Linked DNA regions of Bicyclus anynana: region 2 is linked to region 1. Evidence: chromatin contacts called from public Hi-C data. All regions are on one chromosome and are shown on one strand. The core of a region is the stretch at or near the end of the contact, and the rest is flanking DNA. Distances in the headings are between cores, read along the strand shown.

The links. Hi-C and Micro-C count contacts between places; a contact is called where the count stands out from the background.
Region 2: a contact with region 1 is called in a Hi-C map of whole larva, with 2.3 times the contacts expected there. The contact joins the promoter of LOC112043998 here to the enhancer-like site in region 1. A contact is called at or near these places in 2 of 2 Hi-C or Micro-C datasets (whole body and whole larva).

What each region holds. Positions count from the first base shown.
Region 1 is chr24:1,822,457-1,825,542 of ilBicAnyn1.1, reverse strand. LOC112043999 (large neutral amino acids transporter small subunit 1) reads left to right here. Exons shown (of 13, transcript XM_024079714.2): 13 at 1-19. Among protein-coding and RNA genes, the nearest start is that of LOC112044009, 23 kb to the right of the region's middle. Within about 2 kb of position 1,677, at least 6 of the 8 cell types and tissues checked have open chromatin away from gene starts, as enhancers often do.
Region 2 is chr24:1,878,707-1,882,223 of ilBicAnyn1.1, reverse strand. It overlaps LOC112043998 (U3 small nucleolar ribonucleoprotein protein IMP4), which reads right to left and starts at 1,921. Exons shown (of 6, transcript XM_024079712.2): 1 at 1,614-1,921; 2 at 812-974. The coding sequence starts at 1,800. LOC112043997 (NADPH-dependent diflavin oxidoreductase 1) reads right to left here. Exons shown (of 7, transcript XM_024079711.2): 2 at 3,086-3,375; 3 at 2,268-2,451.

The sequences.
Region 1 (3,086 bases), core at 428-2,927:
AATAAATTATTCAAGAAGGGTTTTTTTTTATTATTTACCCTCCCTATGTTTTTTTTTATTATATTTAGCTAGGTAATATGTAGGTACTTGTAAACAACTTAGCTCGGCGCCGCATATTACTGCTACGACTAGGTATATTAATAATTATATAGTTACTTTATATAAATCTAAATATTATTATAAACGAAAGACGAGAAACTACCGAAAACGGATTATGAAAGATGGCACACTAGACATCTGTCGAGCGTGTCATCGTCCTGTTACATCGAGTTAGCGGTTAAATTCAAAAATACCCAAGGAATCAATAAATGAATTCGTTTTTTTTTCTAATTTTCTCGCATTTTTTCCCACGGAAAAATAGGCAGTGGACAGCCGTAGACAAAAAAGTAAATAGACGGCAAGATTGTATCTATCGCATTCCCTTTTAAAAGAGGACAACTTATGCGTGGAGATTTTGTAAGGAAACAAAGATTTATTACTATAGTAGAATGGGATTATTATCTGTTGAACGGCCATACAGGATCAGTGGCACATTCAATGTAATCTATGGTGGCACACTTTTTAGCGTCCCACCGTGGTCCCACCGCATAATGAAGAAACAACATTTTTAAGCTAACAATATGAAAGAACGAGACACACCGCATCTCCTCGAGCTTCCTTGACAGGTCGGATTTGCCTCTCTTTAGAGTCCAAAGGAAAATATATTTAGTGTCCTAATTCATCATCATCATCATCATCATCATCATATCAGCCGATGGACGTCCACTGCAGGACATAGGCCTTTTGTAGGGACTTCCAAACATCACGATACTGAGCCACCTGCATCCAGCGAATCCCTGCGACTCGCTTGATGTCGTCAGTCCACCTGGTGGGGGGTCGGCCAACACTGCGCTTACTAGTGCGGGGTCGCCATTCCAGCACTTTGGGACCCCAACGTCCATCGGCTCTTCGCACTATGTGCCCCGCCCATTGCCACTTCAGCTTCGCAACTCGTTGAGCTATGTCAGTGACTTTGGTTCTTCTGCGGATCTCCTCATTTCTGATTCGATCACGCAGAGATACTCCTAACATAGCTCGTTCCATCGCCCGCTGTGTGACTCTGAGCCTTCTTATGAGGCCCATAGTTAGCGACCAAGTCTCGGAACCATAGGTCATCACTGGCAACACGCACTGTTCGAAGACTTTTGTCTTCAGGCACTGAGGAATTTCGGACGAAAAGATGTCGCGAAGTTTCCCGAATGCAGCCCAGCCGAGTTGGATTCGACGGTTCACCTCTTTCTCGAAATTGGACCTACCTAACTGGATCATATGTCCTAGGTATATGTATTCGTCTACAATTTCGAGTGCAGCGTTCTCAACTATAACTGGGTGGAGCGATACATGAGCATTACACATTATTTTTGTTTTGCCCATGTTCATTTTCAGGCCCACCTGTTGAGAAACGCTGCTGATGTTATATTTTCCTTTGGACTGTGTCCTAATTAATGAAGTCCAATTTCTATTCACACATTTTTCCAGTACGCTATCCTAGTTTTTAAATAAAATCCTTGGGTTTAAATGTTCCACGATGATGGTGATTGACACAAACGGCTAAAAAGATAGTGATTGATGTCACTTGACAGCTCGACTTATTTATATTTTATATATTTGACGTCCGTGACGGATGGATAAAAGCAACCAAAATTATATTACAGTCTGTGGCATATTAAACCTTCATTTGACGTTTGTCATATTTATGGTCTGTGGTATCTACTATCTATCAATATTTTGTCTTTTGTTTTGTATCATTTTGAATATAAATAATTTAACTAAAATTATTAGAGAAACCCACAAAAATGGTGAAACTGGGGAAAAATAAACTTAAAAAGCTTAATAAGCTTACCAAAAAGCAGAATGCCTCGCCGTCTAACAAGATAATAAAAACGAAACATAACCTGGAAAAAAAAGTTACGTTTCAGAAAGAAATTCTACTGAAAGAATCTGTGAAGACTGAAGATCTGGTCAAAACTGTGAAATCGAAAACCGATATGCTGAAAAACCTCTCTAGAAATTCACATAAAAATATAAAAGAAGAGAACAAGGTTATCACACCAAAACTTAAACCAGTTGAAAAAAAGAAGAGACGTCAGAAAACGCAGGTTTGCGACACGAAATTAATTCTTAATTTAATGAAGAAAAAGTTTAATGATAACAGAGAACTGGGCAACATGAACTAAGACAATATAATTTGAAGTTTACTATTAACACTTCACATCATTATATAGTCATAAGATCCATATTAGAAACAATCTTCACACATTAGTGAAAAGTGTTTCATATCAAAAGAGATCATTCACACTCCATAGCCATATATTCCAGGCTCTTTTTGAAAGTGTCGGCCAACAAAAAAGAAATGGCACAGAACTTGTGACAATATGTATCATTTATTTTGTTGGTGGACACTTGCAAAACTCAATAAAATGCAGAGCAACCTTAAAATATTTGTGCCATACCTACCTGTCCACCAGAGCGGAGCAAGGAAGCGTAGCGGAGAAACTGACTAATGCGGAGTTGCATACTGTCTGTCCATCAGAGAGGAGTAGAGCTGCAGACTATGTTAAATAAATAAATTTCAATATATTTAACCGGTAAGCTAAGCGGGGTTAAATAAATTTTTAATTTTTATACGAAATTTTAAACTAGCTTGCAAATCCCTGTCCACTTAGGAAGAGCAGAGATTTTGTGCAATAATATATAATTAGTTTTTCTCAGTTTCTCAACGCTGCCTCCCTTTTCTCTAAATTGGCACCTTTAACAATACATATCAGTGTTTTTTCTGGCAGCCACTTTTGAAAATTAACAAAATATATGGAATTGACGAATAACTTGGTTCAGTGCCATCTTAAAACTTTTCTGCTATTCCTCAAAATGGCCAGTTCTAAAAATTTGTACCAATTTTTTGGCACTTTCAAAATGATCTTTATTATGTTAAAAAATATTTTGTGAGTATGTTGCCCAAAAATTTCCTTGCCTAACCAGTATAAACTATCATTATTGATCTTGCTTATTTCATTGTCTATGTAATTAGTTGAGACATGTGCCAAATA
Region 2 (3,517 bases), core at 672-3,171, 56 kb before region 1:
GGAATACGGGGATAATATATAGCCTATAGCCTTCCTTAATAAATGGACTATCTAACACTGAAAGAATTTTTCAAATCTGACCAGTAGTTCCTGAGTTTAGCGCGTACAATCAAACAAACAAACAAACTCTTCAGCTTTATAATATTAGTATAGATTTGTTCTCAAATTAATGAAAATAAATTTGATTAATAAGCTTAGAACACTTAGATATGGTTAATATATTTTATATAATATTTTATAAAGAAACCATACATAAGTTATGAAATGACATGCAATATCTACCTTCATTTCTAATTAATTTGTTGGTAACAGTAGTCATCAAGAAAGGCTGTAGTATAGATGATAATTATGCAATTGCATAACTAAACTGGTGATTATCAAATCACTAAAAGTCTAAAGTCTCATTAAAAACTACAACTAAGATTATGAAATACAAACTATTACTAGCGAACTCCCACCATATGGAATTTAGTTTCTTACAAATCCCTTGGGAACCATGGATTTTTCATCCCTGTAAGGGTGTTTAGTAAGTATACATTTATTACTCTGAGCCTGCATACAGAGCCCTTCAAAAATCCTCTATTCCTTTGTTCACTTCAACTGCTGTTATTCCTGACATTCCCACAACTGCTGTTTCCATTCCTGTGGGAATATCAGGATCAAACAGCCTATCACATTGACAAAAAAGGTTAAGACTATCAATAAGAAAAGAGTTTTCAAAATTAGTTAAGTACATCCAGAGATTACATACTACAAACCTTACCTCTTTATCATATTAGTATAGATGTTACACAAGAAATAAATTCAATACCTTAGCTCCTTCACAAACATCTTCAGCCTTGCACTGGGATCTCTAGATGTGGTGATCATAATCTTAGGGTCGTCAACACCAGCATATCTGTACTCGTCGTCCTGTGAGTTCATAGTGTTTGCTCCCCCACTGAAGCCACCTATCACTGCTGCTCTTTCCGGACCTATATTATCAGTAAGTATAATAATACTTTTCCAATATAGTAATTCATAAAAATGATCTGACTATTCTATCTATGTAATGATGGAAAAACTATCACAAGTCGGCCAATTGCCGCTGATTGCCGTCAATCCAACTTGTGATAGTTACTTGCATTACAGATTAAGTGAAACCTTGCCAAACCAGTAACCATTACTGGTTGAAAGGTTTATAAGCTATACTTTGTAAAAAAAATAGGATAAGTGTAACCCTACATTAAGTTATAATATCAACCTCAGATGCCAAAGAGCTTCCCTTAAGCCCTTCAAACACTTCCTCAGTAACAGAATAATTAAATTGTGGAATAGACAGCCTGAGGATGTGATAAACGCAAAATCACTAAATGCGTTTAAGAACCGGCTGGATAAATATATGAAGCAATTAGAAGCACAAAGATATAGGCACATCAGCGAAAGCTGTCTATAAATATAATAATATGCCAGCCTATAAATATAAAAATAATAATAATTTCGTGAAGAATTCGTGGTTTTTTTCGTATAATATTATGTTTTAGTAGAAACATAGGTTATATACTAAACATAAGTCAAGTGGTAATCTTTATTAAAATTCTAAATCAACAAGGGAAATAACCATTCAAGTTTACCTTTGTCTTCATATTCTATTCTCTTCTGCAGAGCGATAGCTTCTTTCCGTAAATCTCCATGTATAGGGATGTTTTCTTCCAAACTACGTTTGAGTTGATCCTTCTTAGCTTGTATACTCTTCTGTTTTTCCTCCGCAGATTTTCTGAACAAATATTCACGGCGCAATCGCGCCTGCCGTCGTAGCATATTTGCACTTTGTTTGTCACTTAATAATTGATTATTTTCGTATTTTATTATAAAGTTTTATAAATCTTCGGTACACAGAAACATGTTTTGAATTTTTGATTTTTGTTGACATTGACAACTTTGACTTTGACAATCTTCGCGGCACAGCACGTGTTGAATGACGTTTGCGTTTAGTTATTGCAGTTTAGAAAAAGTAGAATATTTTTAGACCAAAATACGCATATTTTAATTCACTATATAAAAATTATAATTGGATAAAAGCATGTTTTAATACATAATTGTCGAAAATGGTGACTGAAATATCTACCTTGTGAGTATAGTGAAAATATAAAACGCTTAACATGAAATGCAAAATCAAAACGCAATTTGTGTTGCAAGGTTATACATACAAAAATGTTGCCTAGAGTAAAATTAATTCATATAAAATGGGAGTTTTAGGTATTTTAAAATATTATTGAATATCTTACCTTCATGAGCTTCCTCAACTAATAAGCGGTAATGAGGCTTTATATCAATGTTGTGAGTGTGAAAAATATCAAAAAGATCATTTATGTCTTCTTCTGAATTACGAGGTCTAATATTGAATACATCACCTGGGCTATACTCAACTTTATCATCTTCAGTTGTTTTAAATGTTATTAGTCTCACATCCTGAAAGAAGACCACATTTATGACCACACTCTAGTACACACACACACACACCACAGAAAAATCTAGTTAGTAATAGAGTTTGGCTAATGAAAGTAGAGACTGAGTGAAATCACCCACTAAATTATAAAATTCATTTAATAAAAATAAAATAAATTATTTTTCATTAATTTTTATAAATTTGTTTAAATTATTTTTTTGTGTATGAATACATTACTAGTTAAAGTATAAGTATTAAACTCAGTTATTCCAATATTTGCACTATAATATTGAGAATTTATTCCAGTTTTTTTTTTAATTTGGCAGGCAATTTCAGACTCAATTTCCTATCGGAAACAGTCTGAATATGAACTTATTAACAACAACTTATACATGAAGACCTGCAGCTAGCATCTGTCACATCAAGAAGTAGGACCAAGTCAATATTTACAATTTTGTAAATTGATACAAAAAATAAATCATAATTTGTACTCTATGGAAAATCATTAAATCATAAATATCAACAAGCTTGGTGTCTTCTATTATCTGAACACAACACACTTACAGAATGCTGATCCAATCAGTGTGATAATAATCTATCCAGATTCATGGATAATTCAAAAATATTATATATCATTAAAAATACAACAGAAGGTACCTGGAAATGTGTATCATGTGTTGTCCTGAAGTTTTGTTCTATTTCCAAATAATGTGCCTTTAAAAAATTATCTGTATGACCGCTGGCAAAATAAATATCTTTGTTTATGGTATGACCATTCTCACAATCTCCTTGCTTCAGCAAAGAGACCTTCCAGCGAGGAATGAATGATGTACTTAAAGTGTTAATAGGTATTTTATGAAAATATTCTTGCAATTTGGTAAAGAACTCTTTGGTCCAGGGTATTAACACTGCATCATGGCCCAAGTCATGTTGGTAGTCACATAGAGCTGAAAGATAAACCAAAAAGAGTATAGACAATGATAGGCAAAGGTCCTAACAGAATTTGTTACACTTGCTACCTACAGTATAAACTTTCAAGGCAAGAATGAATAGTAATGAAAAGTAGCATCTTCTAGTGAAACATGCTCT